Linked DNA regions of Sus scrofa: region 2 is linked to region 1. The links are chromatin contacts, called in public Hi-C maps. All regions are on one chromosome and are shown on one strand. Each heading gives the region's core, a stretch centred on a gene start, on an enhancer-like site or on the middle of the called end of the contact. The rest is flanking DNA. Distances are from core to core; before and after follow the strand shown. Region 1 holds the start of HOXA4 (homeobox protein Hox-A4). Region 2 holds the start of SKAP2 (src kinase-associated phosphoprotein 2).

Evidence for each region. A called contact is a pair of places that touch in the nucleus more often than the background predicts.
Region 2: a contact with region 1 is called in a Hi-C map of mesenteric adipose tissue, with 3 times the contacts expected there. The contact joins the promoter of SKAP2 here to the promoter of HOXA4 in region 1. A contact is called at or near these places in 3 of 5 promoter capture datasets (fetal liver, fetal skeletal muscle and liver), 20 of 47 Hi-C or Micro-C datasets (alveolar macrophages, embryonic fibroblasts, epiblast stem cells and 9 more) and 1 of 2 datasets of contacts at active chromatin or transcription factors (skeletal muscle).

Annotation. Positions count from the first base shown.
Region 1 is chr18:45,441,700-45,445,028 of Sscrofa11.1, forward strand. It overlaps HOXA4 (homeobox protein Hox-A4), which reads left to right and starts at 1,569. Exons shown (of 2, transcript XM_003134841.4): 1 at 1,569-2,344; 2 at 2,897-3,329. The coding sequence starts at 1,708. The coding sequence ends at 3,249. All of the region lies in intron 2 of HOXA3 (homeobox protein Hox-A3), which reads left to right.
Region 2 is chr18:45,635,347-45,638,675 of Sscrofa11.1, forward strand. SKAP2 (src kinase-associated phosphoprotein 2) reads left to right here and starts at 1,583. Exons shown (of 15, transcript XR_002340310.1): 1 at 1,583-2,260.

The DNA.
Region 1 (3,329 bases), core at 319-2,818:
AGCATTAAATGACTATCCATCAAATGGATATATTCCAGCATTTAGTAACTCCTATGAGTAACCGATATAAATGAAGATAGAACTGACATTCCTTTTGAAGTGTCTCCAGACTTAAGCTATAACTTTCCTTGTCTGCTTTCCAGACTTAGTTGTGAGAAGGCTGTTTATACTGTTCTTTGAAAAAATCAACTAAGGTGCACCAGCTGAAAAATCTTTGCTTTGCTTGCCCATATGAAAGTATTTTTAGAATCGAGACTATGCTAGTTTGCACTGCTTTAATCTGCGATGAAAAGTAGGATCTAGGTGTGTCTGTTAGAAAAGGAAACGGAAAGTACACACTACGATCGTGTAAGGCATCAGTATTTACTTCAGAGATCAACATTAGGTATAATTAATATGTAATTCATTTGTCAATAACGGCAGTTAATTGACCCATCATATTTCAATGACCAAATGGCAGGCAAAAGTCCTCTTTCTCTACTTTCCAGAGCTGCCGATGTCGTTAATATGCTAACTTTCAGTAATTCAGAAACTCTAGACTGTTCTTAAATATACCTTTTCGTGTCAGTCTGGAAAAGCTGAGACAAAAACATTCTCAGCGGGAAAAGACCGGTGGCACAATGCCTGTGCTATCCTTAGCTTGTTTTTGTTTGGGGAGTGTTCTTTAGTAGGAAGATGTTGGTTTCCATGCTGTATTTTGTGGCGGCATCGTCGCTTCTATCCATCCCCATCGTCTCTCTCACAATTGCACCTATTAAATTCGAGCATGTTTAATTCTGAATGCCACTTCCATCAAATGAGATGCTATTAGAAGGTTCTCGTTTTTCTTAGGGAAACAACCAAATAGATTCTGCTTCTAAAAAATAGAAAAAGAAAGAAAGAAAAGTGTTCATTCGGTTATATTGGAATAGCTTTGCTTTATTTCCTGGGGCCGATTTCTCTCAGCTGCTCACCCACCCACCCTTTTTGGCTCGTGCATGGCTTCTCAAACAGGGAACGTCGGGGGGCCCCGGACACAGCGAGCCTGACGTGGGGAAGGGAATCAGCTGGTAAGAAAACCGGTCAGTTGGCCTCATTCCAGGGCCCGGATAAAAAACAGGACACCCCCTTAGTCCTGGCACCATTCCCTCCCCCAGGCGGCCTCGAGCCCAGGAGGCCGCCAGGTCAGGCTAGGCTGGGCCCCGAGGTCAGCGCTGGGCCGCGGCCGCCTGGCTGCCCCGAGGCCTAGCCCGGAGTAGGGCACGCATGGGGCCCAGTCTGGGCATCTGAGAGAACCAGAAGCCTCTGGTTCCCAAATTCCCACAGGGACTCAAAGTTGGGGCGTGGGGGCGGGGTTGGAGGACCCAAGCGCCAGCTACCCCCCTCTGCTCAGAGCGGGACACCAGCATCCATCACCCGCCGGCGCGCTTCCTGATCCGGGTCCGCGCGCGCGGCGCGCACATTGGAGGGGGCGGATCACGTGGAGGTCCTGGGCGGGGCGCGCGCGGGGTCGCGACGGAGCGCGCGCGCGGGCGCGGGCGGGGGAGGAGCGCGAACTTTGGCGGCGTCGGCGGCGGAGGGAGGGGGAGGGGTGGGCGCTTGACAGCGGGGGAGGGGAAGGGAGCAGAGGAAGGGGGATGGGAAGCGAAGCGGGAGGGGGAGGGGCCTCGGCGAGCCCAGAAAAACGACAACGCGAGAAAAATTAGTATTTTTGCACTTCACAAATTAATGACCATGAGCTCGTTTTTGATAAACTCCAACTACATCGAGCCCAAGTTCCCTCCCTTCGAGGAGTACGCGCAGCACAGCGGCCCGGGCGGCGGAGACGGCGGCCCGGGCGGGGGTCCCGGCTACCAGCAGCCCCCAGCGCCCGCGGCCCAGCACCTGCCGCCGCAGCAGCCCCAGCTCCCCCACACGGGCGGCGGCCGTGAGCCCCCCGCCTCCTACTACGCGCCGCGGGCCGCCCGCGAGCCCTCCTACCCCGCGGCCGCGCTCTACCCCGCGCACGGTGCGGCCGACGCCGCCTACCCCTACGGCTACCGCGGCGGCGCTAGCCCCGGGCGGCCGCCGCAGTCCGAGCAGCCCCCGGCGCACGCCAAGGGTCCCGCGCACGGCCTGCACGCGACCCATGTCCTGCCGCCCGGGCGGCAGCCCCCGCCGCCGCCGCCGCCGCCTCCCCCGCAGCATCGCGCGGCGGCCCCCGCGCCCCCGCGGCGCTGCCAGGCGGCTCCTGCCACCCCGGGCGTCCCCGCAGGGGGCAGCGCCCCCGCGTGCCCGCTGCTCCTGGCCGACAAGAGCCCGGCGGGCCTGAAGGGCAAGGAGCCCGTGGTGTACCCCTGGATGAAGAAGATCCATGTCAGCGCCGGTACGTGGCGCCGCCGGGGAGGCGCGGGCGGGTGGGCTGGGGCCGAGCCCAGGCTCCAAGGTCGGGGTGGGGGTTAGGGGGAGAGGCCGAGGGGAAGGGGGCCTCGGGAGGGGAGCCCCCAACTGGCCCAAGCTACTGTGGGACGTGGGTGTGTGTGCGCCAGCCAGCCGCCAGATCCCAACGTGAGAACCCTTTTGTACCCGGGGTCCCTTTATCGGGAGATTTACGAGACGCCAAACTGTTAGGGCAGTAATTATAGCCCCCATAAATTTAATTGCCCTGGCAGAGGCTTCAGGCCATGTGTCTTTGAAGCTTTTCTTCAGCCCCAATGCCCAGCACCATTCTTTATGGCTCTCGGGTGTTTCCCGTTGTCAATAGCCTGTGAAACATTTTCTTTGCAGTTTTATGTATCTTGCGTGAACTTGGTGTCAGGTTATTATATAATGATGATGTCCAATTGCTCTTCCCCACCCCACCTTCTCTCTCCTCCTCCTTTCCCTCTCTTCCACTCCGTCTTCCTTGGCTTTCTCCATCGGGGTTATGGGCTTTCAGTCAACCCCAGTTATAACGGAGGGGAGCCCAAGCGCTCCCGAACCGCCTACACCCGGCAGCAGGTCTTGGAGCTGGAGAAGGAGTTCCACTTTAACCGCTACCTGACCCGGCGGCGCCGCATCGAGATCGCCCACACGCTCTGCTTGTCCGAGCGCCAGGTCAAGATCTGGTTTCAGAACCGGAGGATGAAGTGGAAGAAAGATCATAAACTGCCCAACACTAAAATGCGATCCTCCAACTCAGCCTCAGCCTCAGCAGGCCCGCCAGGGAAACCACAAACTCAGAGCCCGCACCCGCACCCACACCCTCACCCCCATCAGGGCGCCTCCACACCCATTCCCTCCTCCATTTAATCCTCCAGGGCTCTAGACCAGTTCTTTCCCCCACCTGCTTTTCTCATCTCTTCTGCCCCCTTCCCCATCCACCCCTTCCC
Region 2 (3,329 bases), core at 333-2,832, 190 kb after region 1:
AAAGAGTCCATTTTCTGTTATTACTTTATTTGGACTATGCTATATATTAGATGCTATATATTTTAAGGCAATTTTAATAGTTTCCTGTCTTTCACTAACAAGAATGACTTGTCATGATGAGCAGAGCAGACAGTGTCCATTTGATCCAATCCAAAAAACTGTCTATTCGATACAGTAGTAAATCACCTCAATTCCTTTGTGGAATGAGTGGAGTGTAAATAAATAAATGAGACATGAGAAAAAAATTCTGGTCAATTGTATCAGAAAGAAATAAAAGATAGGAACATTTGGAGGCCTGGTTTAATAAAAAATATGACAAGGAATTGTATGTGATAGCTGTAAAGAGAGGAAGAATCCTTACTAATATAGTATGTCCATAAAGCAGTTTCTCCCTTCTCTAGGAAGGAAGACGATTTTGTCATTTAAGAATAATTATCAATTCTTTGAAGTTGGAGGATCTATGTTGTAAGATGACTCTTATTCACTTTTACCTCCAGCAAAAAGAATTCAGATTTTCAGCACTTCTTCTAATATTTCTAAAACTGAGTAGGAAGTTCAGATTCCATTTTAGGCAATAGGTATGTTTGGGGGTGTATTTTTTGTTGTTACTTTGCATTTTTTTACATCAGTGGTGGTAAAATTGTCTTTTATTTTATTTTGAGAGAACTCCAAAATGTTCTCATTCTTCCTTTTGCAATTAGTGTTTGGTGTGGTTCTTAGAGAATTATACTAAAATGACTTGCATGTGACTACTTAATTTTTTTACTATTTTACTGTCTGACATTTTCGGTATGAAATATTAATAGAGCCATTACTCTGTGTCAGGTTTTGGGTTCCAGGTGGGGATGAAAGGCAAGTTATAACAAATTTTGTGTTCTGTAGGAGCTGGAAAGTAGTAAAGTGATTCTCAACATCAAATTCCAGGATGTCTAGCATCAGAATCACATTCAGGGCTTGTTTAAAATGCAATCAAGTCTCACGCTAAACAGCTAGAAAGCAGAATTTCTAGAAGTGGGACTTTGGGATCTGCACTGTAATAGTTTCCCTCTGAATTTAATGAAAACTAAAATTTAGTGAGGGTTGAAGGATAGAAGAATAAACAATTTACGTTGCGACTGGCGCTACAATACAATCTTCAAAGCACAATAGTAGCATCTAGGAAGGACCATTGCCATGGCAGTTTTTACCTAAAGAAAAAAAATTCCCTACACACACACACACACACACACACACACACACACACACACACACACAGACTTTCTGGGGTTTTTAGAAAAATCCGGTAAGAAGATTTAGAGAGGAGACAATAAGTATTTGTTGATTAAACGATCAGCTTGGAGGGAACAGATACTATAATTCTGTTCCAATATTCTTTTTGATGCTTATAGGTGGACAGTGGTACCTATCTCTGTTCAGCTTTTTGTCCTGAGAGCTCTCTCCTGCTCGTAGCGAGGGCAATCGGTCCTCCCAAGCGTCTGAACCAGGTAGGAAAGAGTGTAAGAGCCAATCGGAGCGCTCTCCGGCGCCGCTCCCGGCCGGCTTCCTCCGGGAGGACTGGCGGAAGAAGGGACTCTCTTACCGTCATTCAGTCAGACAAAGACGACCACAGGGGTTTAGGGAGGTCGAAAACTTCAGGTGGGGCACTATGCGAGGTTTTAAACCTCGGCGGAGCTGATGAAAGGCCAGTAAGTCTCTTAACCGGGAAACCCGGAGGCCCTTTCGGCACCTTATTTTCCGGGATCGTGGAGAAACGGCCCGCAGTCGTGGCGGTGCCAGGGACCAAAATGGCGGCGCGGCGCTTCAGCCCCCGGGTCAGGTGACGCAGCCCCAGGCCGCTCGCTTCCCACCAGCCGCTGCTCCTCCCTCGTCCCCTCGTAGGGGCGGGTGTGGCCTGACCGCGGACTCTTTTCGGAGGCGAGGCGCACCGAGGGACACACATGCGCAGTCAGGGTCCCTTCGGGCCACCGCCCCGCCCATCGCCCCGCCCCGAAGTGCCGGGCGGGGCTGGGCCAAGAGTCCAGCCGCTGTGGCCAGGACTTCAGCGACTTCCTTGTTGTGAGCCTTCGCCCGGCAGTGTCCGGACTGGTAGGCACGCCGTCCTTACAGGGATCGCTAGCCCGAGTCTAGGTCGCAGCCACAACCCCAGCCCGTTTCAGCACAGGTCCTTCCCCCGCACGCTCCGCGCTCCCTGACATGCCCAACCCCAGCAGCACCTCCTCTCCCTACCCCCTCCCCGAGGAAATTAGGAACCTGTTGGCAGGTAAAAAGCGGGAAGGGGGCGGGTAACGCGGCGGGGGCGGGGGGACGGCGAGCCGATGGGGACAGAAGCGTTCAGCGTCTCTCCTCTTCCCTGCCCGCGCTCACCTCTTCTGGCCATTGGGAGCGGGACTGGGAGGGGGCAAGTGGGGTCTGAGAAGGAGAGTGGGCGTGCGTGTTGAAATTTGGTTCGAGGATGGTGGCGAAGCCCTGCTTGGTGGGCTACACTAAGGCGATCAGGGCAGTTCTTTGTGTGTGTGTGTGTGTATGTGTGAGTGTGAGTGTGTGTGAGAGAGAGAGAGGAGGGAGGTGAGAGATCAAAGAACTAATTCTTTGGTCGCTGGACCGATGAGGAGAAAGAGATTTCTGAGCTACAGGCGTTAGGAGTTAGGGGTTATGGGACCACAGGGTTTGTCATTTCTAAAACTCCCATCTTTCTTGAACATTCAGTCTACTCATATTTGAGCTTTTCAAAGAGGGCCTGACTTTCAAATAGCCACTTGTCTTCAGCCTGAGTAACATGTTAAAACAAAAAAGGAAGGATGTGTTAAAGTCCAACTTCCTGTGTCACACGACGAAAGTACAGTACTTCATCTTTGCACCCTCATCTTCCCCTTTTCAGTTTTAAATGAACGTTTATGGGAATTTAGGAATTAAAGGTACACTTTCAAGGCTATTATGAATACACTACTAGTTCTTTAATGTACTAGATATGGAGATGTGTATTTTCAGTAAGGGGCAATAAAAATTTGTATTTCTGCATGAGGTAGAAAAATACATCTTTATTTAGAGTAGCACAGATGTTACCTATTCTGATGCTCTGGAATTCTTCCCATTATTCACTTTGTCGTGCTTACATCAGAATTATGACTACTGAATTTGGATCGTTTTACTCTTGCTTAGTTGTCTTAAGTATCTTTCAGTATTGGTCCTGAACAACTGGATTAAAAGAGTTTCTCTTAGATGCCTTTGTTACAAGTTGCTTATTTTAACTCTTAAAGGAGTATTTAAAATGTGACATTTTAAGTGGTGAGTTACTATTATAGCACTGTGAGACCAAATCTCCTAAAATG